Linked DNA regions of Mus musculus: all the other regions are linked to region 2. A link is a contact called in public Hi-C and HiChIP or PLAC-seq data. All regions are on one chromosome and are shown on one strand. Each heading gives the region's core, a stretch centred on a gene start, on an enhancer-like site or on the middle of the called end of the contact. The rest is flanking DNA. Distances are from core to core; before and after follow the strand shown.

Region 1 (4,477 bases), core at 176-2,675, 120 kb after region 2:
CAGTGGGTTGGTCATGATGGTACATGTGCCCTTTACCCCAAGTATCTCAGGTTAGTTCCTGGCTCTTCTGGGATCTCCTTTATACCTTCTTCCTTTACAGGCTCAAAAGTCTTGGGCTGTACCTGTAAATGATGATCAAGAACTCTCTATATTCATAAAGAAGGTGGCCAATAACAGGGTTTCTACCTATAGAGTTCTTTTTTTAGTAAACAGATGGAGTTGGATCATTTTCTTTTCGTGTATTTGAGCAACTCTTCCTCTCCCAGGTCAGAAGTGGAATAGAAAATTCCAGCACTCTAACCATGCCTTGGTGTCTCCATCCCAAAGCTCTCTAGAGACCCCAGCCAGCAGTCATGTAATTAGTTCATGGAAGATATTCATCTTTCTTGAGGGCCCAAGGATTTTAGGAGTTATATTTCAGAAACCAGGGACAGAGACAGAGTATGTATCTTATTCTGTTATACTTTCACAACACTACTTAGAGATGGGATGAAAAGAGCAGGGCAATAGGAAAAGTATTGAAACGTTAGTTCTCAAACTGAAGCTCACACTGGGATCATGTGGAGGACTTGGTCAACATTAACTACTGCCCCCTCCCCAGCTTCTCAGCCAGTGGGTCTTGGGGAGTAGGGCCAAAGAATGTGTGCTTCTTAGACATTCCCAGGTTCTGTGAATCTAGTGGCAGGGAAAAGGAGATGGAGAAGACAATTTGGCTCTTAGTATGAGCTTTCTTTGAACTGAAATTTCATCCTTTAAAAGAAACTTTGGACCAGCAAAATAGATTAATGGGTAAAGTACTTGTTAAAACCCACATGGTAGAAAAAGAAAACTCTCTCTCTCTCTCTCTCTCTCTCTCTCTCTCTCTCACACACACACACACACACACACACACACACACAAAATACACAAGAATAAACATATAACAAGATGATAATATACCCTAAAATGTAAAGCTGCAGAGTAGATGATAAAAGCAAAAGAATTGAGGCAGTGTTCTACAAAGTTCTTTCCTGTGTAACGAGATGGGAGTCAAATCAACCGTGTAACTGGAAGTTTTCTTTTAGTGTATTGGTTTTAAGTAATATTTCCTTTTCCTGATGATGTAAAACATCATGTGGTAGAATATCTGAGAAATTAAAAAAAAAAAAAAAGACTAAGCCAAGTTCCCAGAGACAACCAGTCTTGCCATCTTGGTCCATGTGGAGAAGAAAGTTTGAAAGGAAAACATGACGATTACTTATGATGATAGACACCCAACTTAATCTATGATGTCAAGGTCAGTGGTCTGAATCTGGTTTCAGATCTGTGCTCAAAGATTGCCTGGTGTTTACAGGAAAGGAGAAATAACTTTCATTGCATGTCTGTTCTATGTGTAGCCTTTGTCTCTACTTCCCCACTGACTCCTCACCACAGTCACCAAAGGCCTATGTCATCACCACTTCACGGGCCAGGTCAGAGCAGTCCCAGAGCTCAGTAGTAGCTGTCACTTGCACAGTATTAAGCCTTTGACTTGTATCTGTGTGTCCCAAGTAGGGGCTGCCACAGCCTCTGCAGGCTAGCTGAGGTTACATAAACTCCGTGAAGAAGAGGAAATAGCGGAGGACTCACCCTGAGTCTAAGGATCTTCCTACCTCTCGGGGGCCTTCCTGGAGAAGCCACTGTCATGAGAGCAACCCCGTGTGAGATGAGAGCAATCCTCACTGGAAGATTCCTTAGAATACAGGGCAGTCCCAGCAGACAGAGCTGGGGCAAAGCTTAGCATGGATGATAGATGCATTCCGTCAGTGAGCTGAGAAGCCAAGGTTTGGTTTCTCTTTGGTGGCTGCAGTTTGCTCTTTTAATAGAACTGATGAAAATGAAGGACAGCTGTCCATAAGTTAAGATCCTTGGACCTGATCAGACAAGTTCACTTTTTAACTTTCCTGACAAGTTTGGGGAGAAGATGAATTGCAATGAAATGAATTGCTCAGGAAATGGTTACAAAGGTCTCTGAATAGGAGAAATATTCTGGTGTTGGTTTTGTTTGTGTGTGTGTGTGTTTTGTTTTGTTTTGTTTATTTTGTTTTGTTTTTGGCCAAAATACCCCCAATAATGTTTATAAGCAAAGAACCAGAAGGGAATAGCTGGAAGTTCCACTTAAGAAGTTGGGTGATCAGCTGGGCAGTGGTGGTGCACGCCTTTAATCCCAGCACTTGGGAGGCAGAAGCAGGCAGATTTCTGAGTTCGAGACCAGCCTGGTCTACAAAGTGAGTTCCAGGATAGCCAGGGCTATACAGAGAAACCCTGTCTCGAAAACCCAAAAAAAAAAAAAAAAAAAAAAAAAAAGAAGAAGAAGTTGGGTGATCACAGATGAGTGTCTTTACCCTTGGAGGCAGCATTAGTTCTCTACCAAGAAAGAGCTAGCCTTAAAAAGGAAAGAGACCAGAGTATGTAGGCAGCCTGACCTGAAGAGAGAGGTCACTACATCTAGGGGACAGTCAGTGTATGAGGGAGCCCACAGCCTGTCATGGTTTCTGCAAATCAAAGCACAGAGCTGGAGACATAGTTCAGTGGCTTTCCTGAGAACCCTGGGCTCAACCACAGTATCATAAACAAACAAATAATATGCTAGATGCAGAAGGAAGCCTTTGGAAGGATGTCACAGATCTTGAACACCACAGCCCATGTCCCCAGTCAGTTCTCACCTTCCTGAGCTGTAAGAGGAGGTTAGAGAGAACAATTAATTGGTGCTAGCTTTTAGTAGATCCAGATAATCCACCAAGTATTGGTAAACAACCCTCTTAGGACTTAAAGATGAAAGTTTTTGGAACTGAGCCTATGTTTTTTGTTTTTTTTCCTACAAGAATTAGAGAAATTTCTCTTGTCTCTGAGTTACCGGCCACTCCTCCCCCAGAGAATCTCTGTATAGCAGGAGAGAGTGAGGACTGGAGAGATTCTTCCAGTTACACAGACCTTGGTGATCTAGAACCATAGCTACTGGCTTCCTGTGCAGGCTGGTTCCTGTCCTTATCAAAGCAGAAGTAATCTACCACAAGTTCAAGGGGACCCAAGCAATGGGGAGACTAGGAAGAGGAAAGGCACGTTCAGTGGAGTGATCCCCCAGAGAAAGCCCAGCCTTAAAGTCCCATTGCTTTGCCAGGGCCAGAATGTCTGCCGCTGCTGGTGGTTTCCTGAAGCTAAAATGGCAAGAGTTCAAAGGGGGTTGGCATTCCCAAAGGCTGCTGAGGCGAAGGACAGAGAGGCCATGAGGTAAAAGGAGAGTAAAGAATAGGCCGGCTTCTGTGACAGCAGAGAGGTGGAGGTATGGAGTGGTAACCAGTCATGGGCAAGGGAAGTTGGAAAGTGTCCAGGGACCCTGGGAAAGAAGTATAGGTTTCAGAAGCAGATAAAATGTTATCATTTCTGTCCCTGGTAGAAGCCTTAAACATTATACTCCGTCTTTTCCCTCAGAGACAAAGACTCTACATCTGTGTTTCTCCTGGAGCTAAGGCGAAAGAAACAATTTATTATGATAAAAATGAGGGTCTCTACTGACTCACCTGTTGGGCATTCCATGGTGTTTGCCTCATTTAACGGCAGCAACTCTGCAAAAGATCTGTCTAGCCCGGAGTCTCTGAAAACTCCAAGTCACGCAGCTTGAGTAGCCTGGATGGTTGAAGTCCCATCTGGTCCTCAAAACCTTGGTTTAAGCAAGTCTGACCTTGGCGGCTTCATTTCTCAGAATTGTCTTGAATCTTTAAGCAGCTGGCTCTAAGCTGACAGAAGAGGCATCTGCACTCACTGTGGGATGTTGAGTTGGAATACAACTTCTGTGCTCTCAGCTTCTTCTATTCCTCACATTAAAAGACATCTCAAGGCCAGGCGTGGTGGCCCCTGCCTGTAATCTTAGTTCTCAGTGGGTGATGCAGGAAGACCCTTAAGTTTGATGCCAGCCTAGGCTATGGAGTAAGATTCTGTTTGAAAACACAGAGAAGAGCTGGGTGAGAAGGATTAGCGTGCTATGCTGATGGTGGCCAGTAGAAGGGGCTAATAGGCCCCTGCTCCTGTCTCCTTTGAGACTGGAGTGCTGTGGGTTGGTATTAAGATGTGGCAGCTCTAGGAACTACTTTGAGTGCATTTGATTTCTTCCTGGCAGGGCTGTGACTCATTAACGGGGCTGGAGCTCCGGACACTTCTGGGGGCTCTGTGGCAACCACTTCCTATTGTGTTCGAAGATAGCTCCTCAGTGGCCTCAGCAGACACTATGTAGCTGGGTACAGAACACGCGCCTTCTGCCCTATTCTTCTGGGCAGAGCCGTGCCGTTTTACAGCACACCCTGATGTCTGTGAGACTACCGGGGTGGAAGCCTGTCACAGTGTGTTTAGCAGTGTGCATCTGCTCCACTCGTGGCTAGGCAGAGTCTTTGGGAGTCAAATGGTACTTAGCCACAATCACCTGAGTTTCAAAATGGAAACTCAGGACCAAGAGCAAAATTTT
Region 2 (4,765 bases), core at 899-3,398:
GCAACAGAACCCTAGTTAAGTTACCTACTCTTCTTAAATGACTTTAAAAGATTCTAAAGACCAGGCCAGGCTTTCTTCTTTTTTCACCAAGATGATGCTTATAGATTTGTTTAAGATTTATGTACTTTCATTTGTATGTGTGTATGTGAGCACCACATGAAGGCAGGAGCCCATAGGGGTCAGAAGAGGGCATCGGATCCCCAGGATTGTAGTTATAGGTGGTTATGAGCTGCTATTGTGAGTACTAGAAACAAGCCCAGGTCCTCTGCAAGTGCTGTACCATTTCTCTAGCTTCCAATACAGCTGTTATCACACATGGTGCCCAGCTCTGTGCTCAGTGCTGCTGCTGGCACTGATGGTGATAGAGACAATGGCCCTCTGCTGTCTCTTGACCCAGACTTGGAAAGACATGACAACCGTTTCCAATGCTTCCTCCCAAAGAGCAAAATTATAGGTGCTTCCTTGGAGAGAATGAGAATTCTCAAGATGCACAGATCTGCCCTCTGTTTAATAATTCTTACAAAACCCCCTTCCCTGTGACTCTTGCTAACCAGAACTCTTTAAGCCCCGAGGACATTCGTGCCTGTTAATATGCATGGCCAGGCTGGACGGGGATTATTTTAACATTAAAGGTGGCATTCCTTTTCCTTCTTTTCTCTGTAATTACCTAGCAGGAGTCTTAAATATAACCCTTACACTAAGAGTCTTGGAGGCCAACAACTACATTGAAGACCGGAGAAAAAAACCCGAGTAGATCACTATGAAGTATGTGAACTCATTTGTTTGGGTCCTCCTACCCACTTTTCTCACAGTAGGACAGACTTGTTGTCTTCCCACTAAATGGACACAGCTTGACTATTCTTGATGAGGTTGGAAGGTCTGAAGCCCGGGGGCAAATATTTGAAGTGTGTGGTTAAAAGGGGGCAGGTGGACTGGTGGAAACAGCATGGAACTAGTTTGTGTAACAGTCAACACAGGGGCATAGCCTGACATGGTCTAATAATAAGCCTCAGCTGTATGCGTGGTTGGCAATGATCTGAAGAAGTCAGGCGCTATACCCTGCTCTGCTCTTGGTGTCCAATGGTTCGTACCTGATGTTAACCCCTGCCCTGGTCCTGGGCTGGATCTGTGAATGACAAAAGATCCTTTCACCTTTTGACTAAACTGAAGAGTATGGTTTCTAACTCTTTCTCCAGTCTGCCAACTCCATCAGGATTACCCAGACTTTCCAATGTCAGGTTTGAGGATTTCATCCTTCTTGCTCTGATTTCGTACAGAACGCTTTGTGGCCCCCAGTTTCCACTGCCCTCTGTTCACATCTGTTTTGAAGTCCATCCTGTCCTTTATCTGGCCGGGCATACTTAGGCACCCAGATCCACGTGTAAGGGTCGGGTGGCTTGTCCTACCTCATTAGCAGGGATTCGGATCTTGTTAGCCTAGTCGGGCCAGCTTCCTTGCTGATTTCCCTGCCCCGAGACATGGCTTCCCCACAGGCCAGTGGTTCTCAGTCTGTGGGTTGACCCTTTCACAGGGGCACCTAAGACCATAGGAAAGCACACATATCTACATTTAAATTCCCTACTACAGTAGAACAGTTACAGATGAAGTAGCAACAGAAGTAATTTTATGATGGGGGAGCAGGTCACCACAACAAGAAGAACTGTGTTAAAGGGTTGTTCTAGCATTAGGAAGGTTGAGAACCACTGCTCTAGACAATGGTCTTCTATAATCTTGCCTGATAGCCTCTGAGCTTTGGACCCTTCTCCTTTTTCTTCAGCCTAACCACTTAATTACTAAATATAAATGTGTGCTATATTCAGTAAGGACAGAGCCTCTTGTCACTTTAACAGAGAAGTCTTGGAGGTCAGGGAGGAAATGACAAAAGGAAGATAGAGAGATTCTGGAAAGGTGGCCTCAGTGGAAGGGGTAGGGAAGCCTGGAGTCCTCAGTGAGCTCATGAGTCATGTCTGGTTGAGGGGCTAAGAGACAGACCTACCTTGACACTGGTGTAGGAGGGATTGTGGGAATACTTCTGGCTTTCAAAAGGATGTTCAGACCTTCTGGGTTTCGAGTAACATGAATGAATCTGCAGTGTGGGCTGGGCTCTTCTCCTTTTATGGCACTAATTCTCATGCGCCACCCCCAGCCCCACCCTGCCGAAACAAATGATCTAACTGCTCCTTGGATAAGGCTCTTTCTGTTTCACTTTCTCTCCCCTCCTCTTACTTTCTTTTCTCCGTATTTGAACTATAGTCATCACCTTTTTTGTTGTTGTTGTTGTTCCCTAGCAGTCCTGGAGATGGAACCCAGGGCCTTGCACATGCTAGGAAACCATTCTGCTACTTAGTGACTGGACCATTACATCTTTAGGATTAACTTTGATCTCATGATGTAAGCAGGCGTTATTGACTCTGTTTTACAAACGAGGAACCAGAGTCAGAGAGATGAAGTTCACAGTCAGGTCACACGACACTGTCATATGTGGCTGAAAGGCCATGCCCTTGCTAGATTAGATGTATCCATGTCAATATTCCCTTTCTAGCTCTCCTAGATAATAGAATCATGGAAGGTCAGACATAGTAGGGTGTAAAGTGCCCTACAAAGATAAAAATGGAGTTCTGCTCCTGTCGTTCTCTGCTATCTGGTGATTACTTTGTAGTCTTTGTTTCTTAAACAGGGTGGCTGTTTCTTAAAATAGGATGGCTTTCCGGATGCTCTGCACATTTCTTCCATTTGCAATAGACTGTAGGAACAACTTAATGCTTTTTTATGCTCTCAATTCTGGCAGTTAGGAACCTCATGAATTCACAGTGTGTAATTATGGGATCGATGGTATATATACAATCAAATCATAAGAAGAGAAATCACAGCCACATTCAAGCCATCAGCATGGCTAGGGTAGAGGGCCATGTTCTAAGCCAGGATCATGTCTATTTTTCAAAGGAATGTTTTCAAAATACTAACATAATAATTTTATCATGTCACACTTGTTTATAAAAAATACTCCATTGTGTCTGTGTATATATAAATAGGGGAGATGGGGGGGTGGTTCTAGAATGAGGAATTTGGGGGCATTTTGTTTGTCCTGGAAACATCATTAGTAGACACAGTGTCTATGGTTGCCTCAACCTTACCATTCTGAATTAGACACTTCATGTATAGAGTGTACTTAAGAATACTAGAAGGTATGTCAGGTGTGAGTTCTCACGGATGCTAGTAAGAGTTTAATCAATTACTGTAATTGAAATTGTGGATAAATAGGAAACACTTTGAAAAGTGGGGACTCTTAAGTGCTGATTCGTAATATGCAAAACCTACTGATTTGGCTCTCTTTGCTGTCTTCTTCATCATTCACACCTTTTATCTTTAATGTGCTGGTCACAAGAAAATACCTTCTTAAAAATTCACAGGGAACATTCAGAAATGACTGTCTTTACAAGAAGCTGCAAAACAGTCCAGTCAGTCCCAGAAATCTTGCTGTAAATGGGTGGTTTTTCTTTTCTGTTTCACCCTTGACAAACCACACAGATCCTCCTGCATCCCTGCCTCTGGATATTTGTTTTTTATGTCTTTCCTCTTTAGACCCTGCTTCTCAATACCTGTAGTGCCTCACCTGCATCTTCTGAGAAGATAAAGCACAACTGGGACTCCCCCCTTTCGATTCCTAAAAATATATGATACCATGATACGGAAGTCTTTTTTTCTTTACTTAATATTTTACCAAAATGGAGTGCTAGATAGACGGTACAGATTTTCCTCCTGAATAGAGGGTTATCTATTCTATTATCCTGATGTTACCACTGGCTGGGGAGAGCAGAACTGGTGTGAATACTGATATGAATACTCATACCCCTGAGATGACTGCCCTGTTTGATCAGAGCAGATTTTTGGGGCTCATAAATCATATTTAGGTCATATTTAGGTGGCCCCTGGGCTGTACAAAAAAGACAGCTGGCTGTAAGCGGCATCCCTCTGTGCTCTCTGCTTTAGCTCCTGCCTCCAAGTTCCTGTGTTGAATTCCTACCTTCACTTCCCTTATGATGAACTGTAACCTGTAAGCCAAATAAACCCTTTGGTCAGGGTTTCATTATAGTCACAGAAAGCAAATGAGGATAGAAATCAAGGAGGAGTTAGTGATCAGGGCCAAGTGATACAGCAAGCAGAGGTCAGACACCAAGATGGCAGGAGAAGGGTTGGACTGTAGAATATGAAGCCCCCCCCCCCAGATCAAGAGCTTTAGGGTGGCTTCTGTACCCTACACAATTTGCTCACTTGTCCAGGGTCCTCGTGCTCCTTCAGCAGGCTGAAGCCCTTCTAAATATTGACTAATGGACAGAGTCAAGAATCCAAGTGGGAAAGGTGAGCACTGAGACAGAAACTGAACACTCTTGGCGGAAGCTGTCTGTGATTCAAGGACACAGTACCAACTATGTGCAGTCTTGCCAGGAGTGTAGTGCATGGTCTAATAGGATTTGTTCTATGCAAGGCTTTGTTTTAAAAATGAGCAAAACAGAAGGCTGGGAAAATAGCTCAGTAGGGTAGTAAAGTGTTTGCTGTGTAGGTTGAGGGCCTGAGTTTGAATCCTCAGAACCTACATATAAAAATGGTAGGACAGTCCCAGCAGCTTGATGCTTATAATCTCAGTATGGATAAAGTGGAGACAGGAGGTTCCTGGGGATCTCTGGACATCCAGCTTAGCCAGATGAATGAGCCTTAACTCCCTCTCTCTCTCTCTCTCTCTCTCTCTCTCTCTCTCTCTCACACA
Region 3 (4,553 bases), core at 41-2,540, 68 kb after region 2:
TCTAGGAATCCTGTGCCCTGAGAACCTGCCACAGCAAAGAGGACAAAAAGGATTTCACTTCCATCCTCAGGAGCCTGGGAGCCTTGCTCAGCTATTAATTAATACAATGATACTGCCTGTCCGGATACCACTGTGAAGTGTGACATTAATGAAATAATATTAGCGAAGTGCACAACATGCCAGGCATCCCACAGACACTGGGTAACTGAGTTACTCCCATTGCCTATTTGTGTCTTAGTTTGTTGTTATTGTTGCTGTTGTTTTCTTGAATACAGTCACCCCTCAGAATCTGAACAAATTCCAAAATCTTGGGTACTCACGTTCCCAGTATAAAGTGAGGTCATAATTTGCATGTACTTTAAATTATCCCTAGATTACATACAATGCATACATAATTACATATACAATGTAAATGAATAACAACAAGAGCCCTGTGCCTGTTCAGTATAGGCACAGCTATAGGCGAGCTGCATTTCTATCTTAAATGGGAAGTTGCTCACAGGTGGCCCGCTGAGTCCATGGATGTGGAACTTGTGCATTGAAAGAGCTGTCTGTGCCTTTTCTCTGCATTTTCTTTGACCTTTCTTCTTTTGCCTTCTCTATTTGACTTCTTCACTTTTATATCAAACTTTAAAAAAAAAGTGCCACCTCTCTTTTCTCATACTTATACAGATATTTAAAAACCCAATCCAGACTTAAAAATCAACGACTGTAGATATTTAATATCTGAAACACAAATCAATCACCTTTGGGGGGGGAAACTATCAGCTGCTTTCTTTTGGTACCTCAGATAAGTCTTACCCCCATGAAGGAAAAAAAAAGTCATTGTAGGAAAAAAAAGGGAAAGGAAGAAAGGAAGGGAGGGAGGGAGAGAGGGAGAGAGGGAGAGAGGGAGAGAGGGAGAGAGGGAGAGAGGGAGAGAGAGAGAGAGAGAGAGAGAGAGAGAGCTTCCTGATGTGGGAGCCAGTTACCATTTTCACATAAATAGCACCTTCCCTTCTGCGCTCTCACTTTGGGTCATTAAATAGACACATTGCACACGAGAGCTGTCTAGGGCGGCTGGCTCGAAGGACAGAAATGAGAGTGTGGTCTCCAGTCTCAGCCTCCCGCTGAGGTCATAATTCACAAGTCATACTGCAAATAGTAGAAGCGACCACTTACCATCTGGGGTCCATCGTGGGTGCTTCCGTAAGTTCTGGAACACGTCTACAGGAGTCTGGTTGTTCAAGTCCGTGCTGCCTACAGGAGCCACTCTTACGCGTCTGCTTGCTCCTCTTTCTTCCTCAGCAATGACTGTGTACCCTGGTGGTTGACTTTTTCTTAAGGGTTGTTCCTCTTTTCTTAGACTTGAGGAAGATATCTTTAACCCTTTCTTTGCTTTGTAGATTATTCGAGTTCGGTTTCAGTCTTGAGGGTTTTGTTTGTTTTTTAAACAATTCAGGGGGCAGGCAGGAGTGGGTGGGTAGGTGGAGGAACACCCGCATAGAAGCAGGGGGAGGGGGATGGGATAGGGAGTTTCTTTGGGGAGGGGGGGTGGGACAGGGGATAACATTTGAAATGTAAATAAAGAAAATAACCAATTTTTAAAAATTCAACTGTAAAAACAAAACAAATCAAAACATTCAGTGCCTTGAGTTCCAACAAGATGTTCAAAAGAAACCAAGAAGCCCAAGACAAGCAATGTTGTGAAATCAACTGACCAACTTTGTCCACTTGATAGAGCTACCATAGTCCTTAGACATAACCTGGCGAAATGGGAAGCCTTATAGGGCTGAGAAGTGCTTAGGTGACTGTTGCCTTCAGACAACTATATCAGATAAGGGGTTTAGGTATGCGGAAATTGACTTGCTAAAAGTGACTCGTACAGCAATAAAGAGGCTTCTACAAGGCAGTGCTGGAGCCCCTCCATCAGAGCTGCTCCACCCTGCTGAGGAGAAGTCTATAACATCCCTGCAGTGTCCTCCAGCAGACATAAGGGAGAACACCAGAACACCGGCAGTATCGAAACGCCATCTCTTTTCATTCAGACGAGGAAACCATCATATGTGGTTTCTGCCTTTTTCCCCCCTTTTCCTGTACACCTATTGATTTCACAACATTGCTTGTCTTGGGCGTCTTAGTTTCTTTTGAACATCCTGCCCGAACTCAAGGCACTGCATTGGTTTCTTGTTTTTTGGTTTTTTTTAATCTCAAGATTTAAACCGAACATAGCATACCAAAACACAATAAGACCAGGCACAAATCCTCATCTCGAGGCTAGACAAGACAACCCAGTAGAAGGGGAAAAGTACCGTGAGTAGACAAGAGTCAGAGACAAGTGCACTTCCACTCTATGGAGTCCCACAAAAACCCCCAGCTAAACAAGCACAGCATTTATGTAGAGCACCTAGCACAGACCCAGACAGGCTCCAGAATTGCTGCTTCACGTCTCTGTGAGCCCCCATGAGCCCTGTTTAGTAGATGCTGTGGGCTATGTCCTCCTGGTATCCTTGACTCCTCTAGCTTCTAAAATCGCCCTCTTCTAAGGGGTTCCCCAAGCTCTTGCCTAACGTTTGGGGGTGGGCCTCTGCATCTACTCCCATCAGCTGCTGGAGGAAATGTCTCACAGTGATTGGACTTGGCACCAATCTATGAGTATAGCCGATAATCATTAGGAATCATTTCGTTGACTTGTTTTGTTGTTGTCAGTCATGTTTGGCTCTATCCTAGGGCTCTGCCGCTATCTAGCTTCCGGCTTCCAGCTTCCAGCTTCCAGCCATCCAGGCATGGGATCCCTCTCCTAGCTTGGGCCTCAAGTTAGACCAGTCATTGGTTGGCCACTTTCACAGGCTCTGAGCCTTCACTGCCCCCCCCCCTGCCCCCAGCACATCTTGCAGGCAGGGCAGTTTGTTTATAGACAGCTCTGTGACTCTGTTGGTGTCCCAGTCTCACCATTGGAAATTTTGCCTGGTTACAGAAGATGGCTGGTTCAGGTTCCGTATCCTCCATTCCTGAGAATCCTTGCTCAGGTCACCCTCATAAGTTCTGGGAATTCTTCGCTGCACTAGGTTTCCATATGGCCACCTAAATGCCCCTCTGTTCCCATGTCATCTCTCACTGTACTCTCCCTCCTCCACCCAATCCCTCCTGTTCCCATGCCTACCTACAGCCAGTCCACCAGCAACATCTATTCTATTTCCTCTTCCTAGGGAAACCCGTGTATGCCCCAGAGCCCTCCTTGTCACTTAGCCTCTCTGGGTCTATGGCTCATAGTGTGAATATCCTTTACTTAACAGCTAATATACACTTACAAGTAACTATATACCGTGTTTGTCTTTCTGGGTCTTGCCTCGCTCAGGAATTTTTTTTCTAGTTCCATTCATTTATCTGCAAATTTTATAATATCATTTTTTGCTAACAGCTGAGTAATACTCCATTTTGTAAATGTACCACTTTTCTTTGTCCATTCTTCAGTTGAGGGACATCTAGGCTATTTGCAGTTTGTGGATATTAGGAATAAAGCCACTATGAACATAGTTGGAGCATCTTCGAGGTATATGAGGTATACGCCCAAGGATGGTAGAGCTGGGTCTTGAAGTAGATTGATTCCCAATTTTCTGAGAAACCACCATATTGATTTCCATAGTGGCTGTACAAGTTTGCACTCCCACTAGCAACGGAGAGGAGGTCCCCTTGCTCCACATCCTTGCCAGCATAAGTTGTTACTTGTGTTATTGATCTTAGCCATCTGGACAGGTGTAAAGTTGGAATCTCTAAGTTGTTCTGAGTAGCAGTTACCTGATGGTTAAGGATATTGAACATTTCTTTAAGTGTTTCTCAGCCATTAGAGATTCCTCTACTGAGAACTCTAGGAAGTAGATCCTTAACTAGGTCAGTTGGTCAGTTGGCTATGTGGTCATTGTTGTGACTCTTAGGCATTACAGCTCAGTAAGGGTATTAACTGCTTTCCTCCTTGGAAGCATGCACAGCATCCCTGTTACCATGAACACTAGTCCTCAGAAAGCAGGCTCTCAGGTCAGACCCAGTTAGGTTCTTCCAACTCTTGTGCCTGAAGAGCTTGTTTTCAGCAATAGGGACTTTATCTGTAACCTCTGAGAGGAAACCCAGAGCAAGAGCAACAACCTGTATTGTTTGGGGGGTTTCTTAGACTGCTTTGAGCAACTAGTAATGGGTTTCTCGTGCCTGACATTGGGAATTTTGCTAGGTAGTTTATGGTTCTTGTGGGGATTACTGTCAATGTAGGTAGAATAACTTCAATTATGCGTGTGTGTGTGTGTGTGTGTGTGTGTGTGTGTATGTGTATATACATAGACTTAACATATATACAATTATAGATAAATAAATAATAATATGGTTCCTTAATCTATTTGAAATGTATTTCACCATCTTCATATCTTTTTAAAAATAGGTCAAATCTAGATGAAATTATCAAAGTTGAGATGACAGTTTTCCCATTATTAATTTTAAGAAAACAAGCTATTGCTGCTTTATTCAAGCTAACAGTGATATGTTTTAAGCTTCATTAAAATAGTATAGATAGTTCACTTCTAACA
Region 4 (4,498 bases), core at 1,947-4,446, 120 kb before region 2:
ACTGTGGTCTCAGGTGACAGGGCTGGCCAATCACAACAGGCTACTCCTCTCCATCCTCGAGTGTCCAGTTCCATCTCCCTTCATAGCCCAAGCTGCTCCACTTCTCTCTCTCTTGTCTGACCACCACATGCTGGCACAGTGTGATGGTTCCCGCTGTGGGGCAGCAAGTGGCGTCCATGGCCCTCCTTTGCTGAGCGCGGCAGGGCGGGTCCATGGGTGGCATGGAGGACCACAGGTTTCTGTCTGTCTTTCTCCTCCTACGCTGGGCTGCCTGGGTTGGATTGGATTAGATTGGATTTTATGAGTCCTAGGCATAAGACAGCTTTGCCCACCAAACCGGGCATCAAGCTAGGATGAACAAAGGACTGCCATCAGCTCTGCCCCTGACTGATAGAAGAACATAACCAAAGGTGTCTTTTTGCCCATCGCCAGGGGGTGACAGTGCAGATTTTAACTGTATTTTAACTTAAAACACTGATTGAACATTTTAAACATTAAACTATTAATTATTATTTGAACCCAGGCACAGAAACTCAAACTTTTTTTTTAGATATATTTACTTTATTATCTTATGTGTATATGTGTTTTGCCTATACGTGCATATATATATATGCACGCTACATATGCACTCAGCTCTGCAGAGATGGGAGGAGGGTGTCGGAGTTCCTGGAACTGGAGTTCCAGATGAGGTGTTTGCACTGGGGTGTTTGCACGTCCTTAAAAGCTGAGCCAACTCTCCAGCCCAGTGTGCCACCACATCTGGCTGTTGTTTTAATACAAATAGAAATCAGATATTTTAAAAAGCTTAGAAAGAAACTTGTGTCTATGTGTCTTATATTTTTTAACCAATTCTTAATCTTAGACTAATTAGAATGTTTATCCTTTATTCCCTGTTATAGCTTCTTATAGATATGTTAGTAAGAAGGAGGTGGCTTAGCTCTGGGCCTTTAGAGTTGATGACTAACTTCTTGTGCTGTCTGTCTCCTGTGGTGTATGGGATGTTGACATATAGGTAATAGTGGTCCTGATTGCCTTTATCACTTGTCCATAAGTTTCCATTTTTTATTTTTAGAGTTTCATTTCTATCTGTTTTGTTGGCAAAATCAAGAAATGAAATCTATGGGTTGCTGAGAGCAAAAATCCCCCCTCTACCAAACTGGGCTTCATCTAGAGGGAAACCGTTTCCCTTGGTTCAGAGAGTGACGTCATCCTATGCTGTGAGTTTTCTAACTGGAAATGCACTAAAGCTAGTTTACATTTGCCAAAATCTGAACTACTGCAATTAATTTTTTTCTTTCTCTCTTTCTCTCTTGTTCTTCTTATTCTTCCTCTTCTTCCTCCTCCTCCTCTTCTTCTTCTTCTTCTTCTTCTTCTTCTTCTTCTTCTTCTTCTTCTTCTTCTTCTTCTTCTTCTTCTTCTTCTGGTGGGGGAAGGACTGGTGTTAGAACTTAGATGTACTAGGCAGGCTCTCTACCACTGAACTATGTCACCAACAATACTATTAATTTTATTTACTAATTTTTTACTCTGTTGGGGATGCAATTAATTTTAGAAAGAAAACTCTGTAGAAGGAATTTAAAACTAAAATGTAAAATTTGGAATAAGAGTTTAATAAGTACCTATGAATAGTTTTAGAAACAAATTCCCTTAGCTTTTTAAAAATTTAACTTTTTAAGTTTTCATATAAGTCTATTTTATATGTTTCATATTCCACAGTTTTTTTTTCTTAAGATTTATTTTATTTTCATTTGTGTGCGTGTGTGCACATGGGTGTCTGAGAAGGCCAGAAGAGGGTGTCAGCTGCCCTGGAGCTTGAGTTACGGTGATTGTAACCTGCCAGACACTTGTGATGGGAACTAAACCCTGGTCCTCTGTAAGAGTCATAGACCTCCTAACCTCTGACCTCCTAACCTCTGACCTCCTAACCTCTGACCTCCTAACCTCTGACCTCCTAACCTCTGAGCCACTCCTCCATTCCCTTCTCTCTAGTTTTTATTGTAGAATTTCCAAACACCCAGGCAGACTATGCAACAAAGACCACTGAACCACCGTGTAGATCAAACAATTATTAATTTCTGTGATATATATTTTAGTATTTATTCAGCTCTTTCTGAAACTGTTCATCATGCATTTCTTAAGGACAAAGCCATTCTTCCACACAATCAGTTTTCTGAAACCATGAGAGAATTCACGACACTTCCTAAACTTCTTATAAAACTCTGTTTATGGGCTGGAGTGTTGGCTCAGCCATTAAGCGCACTGGCTGCTCTTTCAGAGGACACAGGTTCAATTCCCAGCACCCTCATAGCGGCTCACAACTCTCTAATTCTCTAACATGCTATCTATAACCTTCTTATAGTCTCTGAGGGCACTATATACACACACAGTGCACAGACACACATACAGGCAAAAAACCCTATACATAAATTAAAATAAAATATATAAAATCTCAAAAAAAAAACCCTTTTAAGACTGCATTTGCATTTCTAGTACAACAAGCCACATTTGGTGACACTGAGTCCCTTTAGATTCATGTCACCTAGAAATACCTTTTATTTTATTTATTTTTAAAAAAGAAAATTGACAATGCTGGAGATTAAGCCAAGGCATAACACTTGATAGTCAAGTGTGCTACCACTCTAAAATAGTCATAGCCTTAATATGTAATCTTTAAAAAATATTTAATGTGTGTGTGTGTGTGTGTGTGTGTGTGTGCACCTGAGTGCATGATGCGTACCGCATATGTGTGGTGGCCTGAGGAGGTCAGAAAAGGGCATCAAATTCCCTGCACTTAAAGATGTAGATGTGGGGACTAGGAATTAAACACACACACACACACACACACACACACACACACACACACACACACACACACACACGAGCATGTGGTCCATTCCTCTAACTCTGGCACTCAGAGGGTAGGTGATTGTATGTCTCTGTAGGTGTGTATCTCTTCTAAAGGAGGCCTGCCAGTGGCCCTTTAAACTGTGTTGGCATCTTGGATTTATCTGATTTACCTTTGCAGTGTTTAGTTTCGTGACTGCCAGTTCCCAGCAGCATGTGAGGTTTTTCAGAAGTGGCCGTGGTTTGAACCCACAGTCTTTTGGTTTGAACAAATCTTTCATGGCTCAGGAAGACTTGTGACCATACACTGTCAGATCGGGGAACCTCCTCCCACACAGTAGGAAGCCAAGACCCTGAAAGGGTAAGTGTCATGGTTTCCTGTTGTTGCTGTAGTGTGTTACCACAGACCCTGAGACCCAGACCTCACATGACCCGGAAGCATCATTTCACGTATCTGGAGATCTGCTTGATTACATCATAGTGCCGGCAGACTGGAGGCCGGCAAACCAGCCTCGTTCCTGGCTTCCGCTTTCCTTGCTCTATGGCCACTTTCACCTTCAAAGTCTCTCTAATTCTGGCTTTGGCTTCCCTGCCTCCCTCTTTTACGTGAAAGGACTCTGGAGATAACATTGGGCCCACCCAAAGAACCTAGGACACACTTCTGATCTCAGGGTTGTCTGATTAACAACCTAAATTCCACATGCAACCTCATTACTGGCCATTAACATAACAGGCTTTGCGGGCCAGGACATGGACACTATTGGGAGCCATTTTGCAGGCCACTCAGTAATTAGGAGCTCCTTACTAGGACTTTAACACGGCGGTTCTCTCAACCTTTGGGGGTCCACTGACCTGTCGCCTCAGCTCATCAGAAAACACAGGAATTTAGTTACATTACAATTTACAACAGGGGCAAAACTGCAGTTATGACGTAGCAATGAAAATAATGTTGTGATTGGGAGTCAGCACAGCATGACAGACTGTATCAAAGGGTCACAGCGTTAGGAAGGGTGAGATTCTTTAGCACACGGTACTCTCAGGTGCTTGTTTTATACTGGAATTCAGCAAAGGGTGGGAAGAGCTGAGCTCTATCCAAGGCTTAGTGAAAGAGGCATTGCAAGGATCATATGGTAACTTTAAATTTGGACATCCAGGGGGAGACATCTGAAGGACAGCAGTAATCTGTTCACCTAAAGACAGTGGATTTTAAAATATATTTATGTTTATTTCATGTGTGTGAGTATTTGCCTGCATGTATGCCTGTGAATCATGTGGGGGGGGGGGGCATAGAGGCTGGAAGAGGCAGTCAGGTCCTCTGGAAGTGGAGTTACAGATGGTTTTGAGCCACCGTGTGAATGCTGGGAACTGAACGAGGGTCTTCGGGAAGAGCAGCTATCTTTCCAGTCCATTTTTTTGAGACAGGGCTTTACCCTGTAGCCCCTACTGGTCTCGAACTTACATCATCCCCTTTCAGCCCTCTTAGTGCGGGGATTATTGTCCTCTGGGCTGCCATTTATCCCAAAGCTTCCCCTGTGACATATCCTGTTTGCAATGTAGGTTCGATGTAAACACCTCATGTCTTCTTGTTTCAAAGGTTCATGATAGAGCTTTTGTTTTTCCTTCCTCTTTTGCTGTCCCAGAGTTCAACCTGAGC

What was found. HiChIP or PLAC-seq counts read pairs in DNA pulled down with a chosen protein or histone mark. Hi-C and Micro-C count contacts between places; a contact is called where the count stands out from the background.
Region 1: a Hi-C map of bone marrow-derived macrophages shows a contact between it and region 2, with 58 read pairs. The contact joins two enhancer-like sites. A contact is called at or near these places in 1 of 15 datasets of contacts at CTCF or cohesin (CD8 T cells), 4 of 484 Hi-C or Micro-C datasets (CD4 T cells, bone marrow-derived macrophages and nephron progenitors), 9 of 115 datasets of contacts at active chromatin or transcription factors (CD8 T cells, bone marrow-derived dendritic cells, bone marrow-derived macrophages and 2 more) and 2 of 9 other capture datasets (adipose tissue and liver).
Region 3: a CTCF HiChIP or PLAC-seq map of CD8 T cells shows a contact between it and region 2, with 7 read pairs. The contact joins the promoter of Cd86 here to the enhancer-like site in region 2. A contact is called at or near these places in 2 of 39 promoter capture datasets (macrophages and stem cell-derived epiblast-like cells), 1 of 15 datasets of contacts at CTCF or cohesin (CD8 T cells), 5 of 484 Hi-C or Micro-C datasets (CD4 T cells, bone marrow-derived macrophages, myeloid progenitors and 2 more), 5 of 115 datasets of contacts at active chromatin or transcription factors (CD8 T cells, bone marrow-derived macrophages, effector CD8 T cells and 2 more) and 5 of 9 other capture datasets (adipose tissue, bone marrow-derived macrophages, liver and 2 more).
Region 4: a BATF HiChIP or PLAC-seq map of CD8 T cells shows a contact between it and region 2, with 8 read pairs. The contact joins two enhancer-like sites. A contact is called at or near these places in 10 of 484 Hi-C or Micro-C datasets (B cells, CD8 T cells, LSK cells and 5 more), 7 of 115 datasets of contacts at active chromatin or transcription factors (CD8 T cells, Th17 cells, bone marrow-derived dendritic cells and 3 more) and 3 of 9 other capture datasets (embryonic stem cells, liver and pancreatic islet).

Annotation. Positions count from the first base shown.
Region 1 is chr16:36,716,271-36,720,747 of GRCm38.p6, forward strand. The region is part of intron 5 of Ildr1 (immunoglobulin-like domain containing receptor 1); the gene reads left to right. Among named protein-coding and RNA genes, the nearest start is that of Ildr1, 25 kb to the left of the region's middle. Within about 2 kb of position 1,426, at least 36 of the 459 cell types and tissues checked have an H3K27ac peak or open chromatin away from gene starts, as enhancers often do. A contact at or near this core is called in bone marrow-derived macrophages, where this site is marked.
Region 2 is chr16:36,596,278-36,601,042 of GRCm38.p6, forward strand. It overlaps a transcript of Cd86 not described here. Among named protein-coding and RNA genes, the nearest start is that of Casr, 37 kb to the left of the region's middle. Within about 2 kb of position 2,149, at least 43 of the 459 cell types and tissues checked have an H3K27ac peak or open chromatin away from gene starts, as enhancers often do. A contact at or near this core is called in CD8 T cells, Th1 cells, bone marrow-derived macrophages and 5 more, where this site is marked.
Region 3 is chr16:36,664,787-36,669,339 of GRCm38.p6, forward strand. It overlaps Cd86 (CD86 antigen), which reads right to left and starts at 1,291. Exons shown (of 8, transcript NM_019388.3): 1 at 1,162-1,291. The coding sequence starts at 1,175.
Region 4 is chr16:36,473,860-36,478,357 of GRCm38.p6, forward strand. No RefSeq gene overlaps it. Among named protein-coding and RNA genes, the nearest start is that of Stfa3, 21 kb to the left of the region's middle. Within about 2 kb of position 3,197, at least 82 of the 459 cell types and tissues checked have an H3K27ac peak or open chromatin away from gene starts, as enhancers often do. A contact at or near this core is called in CD8 T cells, Th1 cells, bone marrow-derived macrophages and 2 more, where this site is marked.